Regions from separate parts of the Sus scrofa genome. Here all the other regions are linked to region 2. Evidence: chromatin contacts called from public Hi-C and HiChIP or PLAC-seq data. All regions are on one chromosome and are shown on one strand. Each heading gives the region's core, a stretch centred on a gene start, on an enhancer-like site or on the middle of the called end of the contact. The rest is flanking DNA. Distances are from core to core; before and after follow the strand shown.

The links. Hi-C and Micro-C count contacts between places; a contact is called where the count stands out from the background. HiChIP or PLAC-seq counts read pairs in DNA pulled down with a chosen protein or histone mark.
Region 1: a contact with region 2 is called in a Hi-C map of liver, with 4 times the contacts expected there. The contact joins the enhancer-like site here to the promoter of C13H21orf91 in region 2. A contact is called at or near these places in 2 of 5 promoter capture datasets (fetal liver and liver) and 5 of 47 Hi-C or Micro-C datasets (embryonic fibroblasts, liver and skeletal muscle).
Region 3: an H3K27ac HiChIP or PLAC-seq map of alveolar macrophages shows a contact between it and region 2. The contact joins the enhancer-like site here to the promoter of C13H21orf91 in region 2. A contact is called at or near these places in 2 of 5 promoter capture datasets (fetal liver and liver), 8 of 47 Hi-C or Micro-C datasets (blood, embryonic fibroblasts, fetal liver and 3 more) and 2 of 2 datasets of contacts at active chromatin or transcription factors (alveolar macrophages and skeletal muscle).

The regions. Positions count from the first base shown.
Region 1 is chr13:182,474,676-182,477,375 of Sscrofa11.1, forward strand. All of the region lies in intron 2 of CHODL (chondrolectin), which reads left to right. Among named protein-coding and RNA genes, the nearest start is that of CHODL, 67 kb to the left of the region's middle. Within about 2 kb of position 1,321, at least 4 of the 83 cell types and tissues checked have an H3K27ac peak or open chromatin away from gene starts, as enhancers often do. A contact at or near this core is called in liver, where this site is marked.
Region 2 is chr13:182,407,665-182,410,364 of Sscrofa11.1, forward strand. It overlaps C13H21orf91 (protein EURL homolog), which reads right to left and starts at 1,398. Exons shown (of 5, transcript XM_003483342.4): 1 at 1,279-1,398; 2 at 227-360. The coding sequence starts at 353. CHODL (chondrolectin) reads left to right here and starts at 1,456. Exons shown (of 10, transcript XM_013981213.2): 1 at 1,456-1,615.
Region 3 is chr13:182,308,982-182,311,681 of Sscrofa11.1, forward strand. No RefSeq gene overlaps it. Among named protein-coding and RNA genes, the nearest start is that of BTG3, 82 kb to the left of the region's middle. Within about 2 kb of position 1,395, at least 15 of the 83 cell types and tissues checked have an H3K27ac peak or open chromatin away from gene starts, as enhancers often do. A contact at or near this core is called in alveolar macrophages, embryonic fibroblasts and fetal liver, where this site is marked.

The sequences.
Region 1 (2,700 bases), core at 71-2,570, 67 kb after region 2:
GTATAGTTACAAATCAAGGAACCTCAACGTAAGAACAAATGCTAGCCTCTAGAAGCCCCTTCCTGAGTATAGAGCTCTCCTCCACTCTATAGAAGTTATTTTCATGATAAATCATTTTATTACTGTTTTTCGTTTTCATTTGCTTTTAACACCCACATTTATATACACCATATATATCTATATATATATAATATAAATATGTATTTACTACATGGCATGCATGTAGTTTATTTATATATATGGTTTATAATAAACTATATGGGGTATGTGTGCATATGTAAGTGTGTGTGTGTATATGTACATACATATATATATATAAATTTAATCAGTACTCTTGTTAGAGACTATATCTGTGAGATTTGTGAACTCCTCAAGATTAGCCAGCCTTACTCATCTTTATATATTTAGTTGCTAGCACAGACACTTACAGTTAATAAGCTTGTACTAGCATGCAGTAAATCTGTGTCAATTGCAAAAACATTACTAAACTGTTACATAGAGTCAGGAGACTGGAAGAGGGAGTTTTTCTCTTCTTTCCTGGCAAGGACTCAGCCAATGAAAACCATGGATTATTTGTTTACTCCAGCCCTCCCAACTTTCTTTCTCCCTCTTTAAATTTCCCGTGCCATGTGGGGACTTGCATGTGGCTCACCATGGTTGTAGACCTGGAATTGCAATTCTTTTGCTGATCTGGAATAAACCCATCTTTGCTGAAGAAAAATCTGGCAGTCTGTTTCACGTCAACATGAGCAAGGAAATTATAAATTCTTAAATAAGAGATCATTATTTCATTTATCTTTTGGAGATTATTTTGATTATGAGGTGAAATAATATGTATTAAGATATAAAAAACTTTTTCCTTTAAAATTTTCTAAACCCAGTTTCCTCCATTTCAACTGTTAGGTATTCTGCCTACCTTGCTGTAGGGAAGGGTCAACACGGATAAATCAGATTACAAAAGAAGTCAATTCTTGGCTAATCTGTTTCTATTTCCAGGAATCAATGGATGTGGAAGATTAGATAAAAGGTTGTTTTTTTCTTCTCCAGATTCTCTGGGCCAAAGACTAAAGAAAGTGAAAAGGCAAACAGGAGATTAGATATGAGGCTGTCACTGAAAACAGGGGTCTAGCACTTGTTTTTTGCCTTCCTCAACTCTAGCATGGGAGAAATCTTGGATAGGCTGAAGGGCTCTGAAATCTGCACCACAGTATGCTGGGTCTGCCTTGCCCAGGCTTCTGAGAGCCAGTGGTCACCTTTGTAGGAGCTCTGTGAGCTTGTTGGTATCACACAGCTCACTTGAAATCAGCCCTGGCAGATTCCTCTCTGGAACTTGGCAAATGCTCTTCCACCCCACGCCGGAGAGCTGGTGGTTAAACATTTATCAGCACCCTCTGGACCTGAGCCTCCGTGGGAAAGGAGATGGACTACCAAGGACTGGGCATCTTTGAAATTACACATCAGGGGTAAAACCTGTGGTGTGATGTGTCCAGGAAGATGGGCTCAGTCAACCTCCCAGGGCTCCTGCTGGTCTCGGTGTGCCATGGGGAGGGGTACAGCAATTTCTCTGTGTGCAAGGGCAGAAGTGGTAATGTATCTCAGACAACCCTAACCACTGACCCAGAACCCAGAGTGATAGGGGATTGCAGATCATTGATTTCTGCGCAACTTGGAAGGGGCATGGAAGTGATTGAATAAGGGCCAGTTTTGAAGGGTCTTGCATTTACAGTCAAATGACCTGCCAGCAGCCTGAGTGGATCAACAACCTTGAATCAGAAAAGCAACACGCATCTCAAAGAAAACTGGTCTTAATAGATGACAGCCATTTACAAATGAAGAAAATGAGGCTTAAAATGATCACATGTCTGTCTGGCTGAAAACCTGTATGTGTGCTCAACTGTGCCAGACTGCCAGGTCTAGTGTCCTGAGGCCTCACGATCGGGTGCACTAATGTTCCTTTCCCTAGCTCGCCAGTGTGTTTTCTTTTTTTCTGAGGTCTAGAAAGATTGTGCAGCATTTCTAGTTCACAGGAGTGGTTTTATTTTTACTTGTTCTCATGAACATAGTATCTGATGAAATATTAAAATTATGTTTCTTAATGAACAACCATTCCAAAGAGAATGTCAACAGATAGTACTGGTGATGAAAATGAATAGAAAATGAGGAAGTAAAAGAAAAGAAAATCATTATTCTTAGGCAAAAAATGTAAGATTTATGAACAGATGACAGATCACATGACTGTTTATGAACTGGATCAGAACTCTCATTTGTAAGTATCAGAAACCCCACTCAGCAAGATCTTGAGCTGAACTGCAGGTGCTGCACAGATGGGCTGGGAACTGTAATGGTAGGAAGCACTGCAGATGCTGGGATATGAGGGCCACCTGAGCCAAGTCCAGAAAGGGGAGCAGGTTAAAGGCCAGGGCTGCAGGGCAAGAGTAAGGCTACAGAGAGAAGGCAAGATAAGTAACAAGGGTGTGAGGGGAAGAGAAATACACCAGGAAATGGGGCATTTTCCCTCTATGTCTTTGCCCCAGGTGGTATTTTCAGAAGTGGCTCCATCTCCTTTGTGGCTCCTGCTGTTTGATGATGTTTGCTGTGGTTCCAGGTTTTCCTGGGTGAGAAGATTTTTGAAATCCCACCCCGCCCCCCACCATATTTGTCTTCACCCTTTTGTCCTTTTCTCTCTTCAAGCAGATGTGC
Region 2 (2,700 bases), core at 148-2,647:
AATACTGTGGGAGTTAAAAAAAAAAAAAAAAGGTTTCTCTTAAATTCACAGCTGTGTTAACTTCAGCTTCATTTCCAGAAACCCTTATCTTTAACAGATCTCCACACTACATACGTGACAAAATTTCCAACCATTCAAGAAACTTTAGTTTAACCTTATAACTAGTTCAGCATAAAGTAGTTCTGTAAAGGTCATGCCATAAAATGAATCTATACTGTATCCTTACCATCAATATTTAGTTCAAAACAAACGTGGCAGAAGGAGAGTGTTTCTTTATCTGTTCCCAGTTTACAAACACTGCAAATGTTGTCATCATTCAAATCAATGTTTACAAACTGCTCCTCTTCGTTCATAGTGTCCCTATTAAGAAACAAAAAAGGAAAGTTACACAATTTCAAGAACTCGCCATTACAGCAACATCAGGAACTTCTAGGAAGAGAGGACGCTGCTCAATTTATCTAATACAACAGCCCCATCAAACATCGCCATACTTGTACTTAAATATTTCACTTTTATTAAGTCACACTATGCCTAAGTACCTTTCTTGGTCCTGTTTTTGATTGAGGATATCTGCCAGAAAGCAGTTTTCAGGTATTCTAGTCCGCCCCCACCCCATCGCGGACGAGGCACAGAAAGAAAGAGCTTAGTAGAGAGGCCTATGCAGCTCTCAGGGTCCGCAACCTACTTCACCCTGTTAAACGTAGGGAGAACAATCCGCTCGGGACACTGCTTCGCTAACTTCGTTGTGGGAACCTGAGATGCGTTTCGCTAGCTCGGCGTGGCGAGGTTTCCTATCCTGAGATCCGAGGCAGGAAAATGCACGTGGAAAAGCGAACACTGGGGAGTGGGTCCCGCCTGTGTCCAAAGCATCCACACGGAAGGCCCGGCAGCGGCTCCGCTGTGCTGCTTGGCACGGCCGGAGGCGGGGTGGCCAGGCCAGGCCAAGGGTCCCGGAGCCTGGCAGACGGGACGGGACTGCCGTGTCCCTTCGCCCCGGGCTTCATCCCACTCAGGGAGAAAGCGTTCGAGGGCCACCGCAGCCAGTCCGCCCAGACTGGGCGCCTCGGGGAGCCGGGTTCCCTCCCGGTCTCTGGGGTTGGGGGCAAGCGGCTGACCCTCGGGGTGCCGCGGTCCCCGGACGTCTCTTTGACCGTCCGCCCTGGCGCCAGGCGCGGAATAGCGCCAGGGTCCACGGAGCTCAGAGTGCAAAGGCGGCGGGACCGCGGGGCCGGGGACCCGGGCGCAGGCGGGTCGGGGTCAGGGCAGCGGGGTCTTTACCGTCCAGCCTCGCGCGCCGCCGCAGCCGATCCGCGCGGCTCGGACTCTTCCACTATTGTTTCCGGCCGCAGCGCGGGCGGCAGCGGCAGCGAAGACGGCCGCGCACCGGCCCCGCCCCCTCCCGCCGGTGCCATCCCTCCGAGGCTCTGGGGGGGATGGAGGGGCGGCGCGGCCCAGAGGAGAGCTGCGCGCTAGCTCAGCAGCGCCGGCTGCCCCCCGCCCCCCTGCTGCACCGACGCCGAGTTCTCAACTCGGATTTTCTCCTGCTTCTGGGTCTCTGGGCTCAGGTCCCTTACCGTTCTGCGGAAGGTGGCTCCTCACACGCCCCCTCCTCGAGGCAAGTAGATAGAGGAGTCCGTTACCACCTCCCCCTTTTCGCGTAGTGGAAACTGCTGCCCCCGGGCGGGGGCCGCGGGGGGCGGGGGCAGAAAAGAGGCGAGTGTATGCGAGCGAGGGACTGAGATGCGGGTAGAACTTTGTGTGACATCGGTAGACTGGAGCAAAATAGTGTCGCTGAACTTTCAGTTATGTACCAGTTGAAGTATCTAATGAGGGAAGAGTTCATGTTTCAGGTTTCATAATTTGGAGATAATTTCAAATTCAGAACCTTATTTTTTTTACAGATTGTTATAGAAATGGGGCGCCCCTCCCCTGAAATACGGCTCATTCTTTGTACGCCCACGAGGATAATCCCGGAGCCCCACCTCTCATTTAAAAAAACTGTGGCACTTAAGATCTTTTCCGGCTTGGCTTGACATTTTATGCCATTCTTATTTTTTAAAGATTATAATTCATGTAATACTTTCACTTACATTTTCTATTGTAAACTTCAGTCTAGAGAAGAGAAAAGAGAAGAGTTCTCTCTCTCTCTCTCTCTCTTTTTTTTTTTTTTTTGGCATCCGAAAAATGACTACCAGATTATCAGTTGGTTAGAAACAGCTGGGACTTGAACACAAGGCTGCCGATGGTTATTTTCCAGAGCATCACAAATGCTCTGTATTGGTTACACTGTATCGGATACACTAACACAGAGGAAGGGGATTAGGATGTTAACCTACATGTGATTGGTGGTAGGAATGGATTCTACAGATCTTGAGAATTTCTAGATCAAATTTGCATTTGATGTAAACCATCAGTGACTAAGAGAAGTGATCTGTGTTCTTGCTACATAAAGTGTAGGAAATGAACCAGCCTCAATGGCCTCACTTTCCTGGTATCTTGTTAGAAATGTAGACGATCAAGTCTCAGCCAAGACTTCTGATCAGAACCTGCATTTTAACAGGATTCCCAGGTCTTGATTCCTGTGTACATTTGTTTGAGACGATGTAATTGAAATAGAATAGTGTGTGTGTTTTCTATTTGAATTTCACATTCTAGATCAATATGACTAAAATATCTTGTATTTTGGATTCTACTCATCTT
Region 3 (2,700 bases), core at 145-2,644, 99 kb before region 2:
CTTTTTTCATGCTCCCAAAGAACTTTGTTCATATTGCTGGTATTTATCATCTTAAGTTTATAGTTACAAGGTCAAGATAGTCTAAGTCACAAACCACAACATGGAATCCAGCAATTGGAGTTGTCTCAGATAATCTAAGATGTTGCAGTGGCTTGTGTGTCTTCTCTGATAAAACTACGAGCTCTGGAAGGCCAGAGATACTGCTGAATTCAGCAGTGTAACCCACGCAATCCTTCACATAACACAAAACATGTAGAAGATGCCTAATACACATTGAATCATGAAGCATTTATGTGGACATGGTGCTACCATTGGAAGGACTAAGGTACTTTTAGCACCACTCAGAAATGGGGAGCTCCAGACTTTTCTCAGAGGGTGAATGGAGATAATTTTTTTGTCTTTCTCTCTCTTTGTCATATTGCAGTCAAGACTAGGCATCAAGCTGGCTGGGACATCATCAGTATTGAGCCTGGAGGGTGAGAGAGGAACTCATGACCTGCCAGAAGCGGGGCTGGAATGGCTATCTCAGATATATACAACGTCTCAGCTCTTGTAAAATTTAAATTTTAGTAGGGGAGGTGGGCCCAACACAAGTGAAACAAACAAGATTTCCAAAATGATGAGTGCTTATCTCAGTTAAGGAGACAAACAATAAGGAAATGTACATATCAGATGATTCAAACAGTAATGAGTGCCATGCAAAAAATAAAAGTGGTGTTGTGTCTGTGAGGGTCCACTTGTTGAGTCATGGAGCTGGGTCAGGGCTCTCAGAGATGGCTTTTTGTTGAGAAGTAGGTATAAGAAAAGAGCAAGCCATGCAAAGAGCTGGCAGGAAACATTTCCAGGAAGAGGAAACCTCAAGTGACACAACCTGGAGATAGGAACAAGCTTGCCTGTTTGAAGAACGCAAAAAACCACAAGGTGGCTTCAGCCCACTAACAGGGGGGCCAAGCTGTAGGTGATGTGGGTGGAGAGGAAGGAGAGCAGCTTGTGTGGGGCCTTGGAGTTTTCATTTTAGGCCAAGTTCAATGAAAAGCCATTGGAGAATTTTAGGCAGGGAGTGCCTCATCATCTGATCCACAACTCTGAGAAATATTTGAGGCATAATTAGCAGAATTAGGTGATTTCTAAAATACATCGAGAGGAGAATGAGGCATTTTAAAGGTTTAATGGTAAATTTCAGGTTTTTGGCCTAGCTAATTGGGTGGCTGTTGGTGCTATAGAAGGAGAAAGATCTGTTTGAGAGTTGGTGTATTATTTTAGACATGCCAAGTCTGAGGTTTCCTTGGAACCCTAAGTGGAAATGATGAGTAAGAAAGTGGTTTTATGTGTCTGAAGCTTTGGGAGAAGTTTCAGTCAGAGGTGCATATCAGAGACTCGTCATCTTCACATAGCTGGTTGTTAAAACCACAAGAGTGAACGAAATTACACAGAGAGTGTGCAGCATGAGTGGGCTGGAAATGAGCCCTGGGGAACAAGAATATTTGAAGAGTAGATGGAGATAGTATCAACAAGGAAGCATGGCGAGAAATCAAAGGAATCAGTAATCATACAGTAAAGACTTAAATATTCCTTAGATTTGACGGTGTGGAGGCATTGTGGACCTCGGGAAGGCAAATTGAAGCAGGATGTGAATGTTGGCTGCTCTCTGAAAAACTTGGCAGAGAATGGAAGCAGGCAAATTATAGGGAGCAGTATAAGGTTAGTAAAATGTGTTTTTAGGGTGGGAGAGACAGGGGATTATTTATAGGCTAAAGAGGAGAAAAAAATAGAAAGGAAGGGATTGAACATTTAAGAGAAAAGGGGAAGTTGGAAGAGTGCAAGCTTAGAAGAAAAAATGAAGGGATTTGAGGAGTTAGCTTTATACAAGGATGCCTCATTCTCTTAGCATGAAATGCGGTAAGTAAAAGTGTGGATGCCCACATGTTTGCATTCAAGGCTATGGGATTAAAATCAAGAGATTTATAGTGGGTGGTCCCAATTGTCTCATTTAATCCAGTTAGTAAGAAGTTGGTCTAAGAGCTTTGTGTATGAATTAATATATAATGTTTTATTTATATTTAATGTTAAAAATAATATCTAATGTTTTAATTTTTATTAAGGTGAAATTCACTAACATGTAATTATTATTTATTTTATTTTATTTTATTTTTTTCAGCCACACCTGTGGCATATGGAAGTTCTAGGGCTAGGGGTCGAATTAGAGCTGCAGCTGCTGGCCTTCACCACAGTTCACAGCAATGCTGGATCCTTAAGCCACCAAGTGAGGCCAGGGATCAAACCCGCATCCTCACAGACCCTATGTCAGGTTCTTATACTGCTGAGCCACAATGGGAATGCCTATAATTAACTATTTTAAAGTGAACAATTCAATGGCATTTATTACAGTATTATGTAACCGCCACCTATATCTAGTTCTAAAATTTTTCAACATTGCGAAAGAAAACCCCCATATCCACTAAGAAGTTATTCTCCATTCTTCCCTTATCCTGTTGCCTAGCAACCACTTGTTTGTTTAATATCTCTATGAATTAACCTATTCTGCATATTTTCTACAAAAAAATCATACAACATGTAGCTTTTTGCATTCAACTTCTTTCACTTAGCACAGTACTTTTAGAGGTTCATCCAGGTTGGAACATGTACTCCATTAATTTTTATGGCTGAATTCCTTGCATGGACATATCACAATTTGTTTAT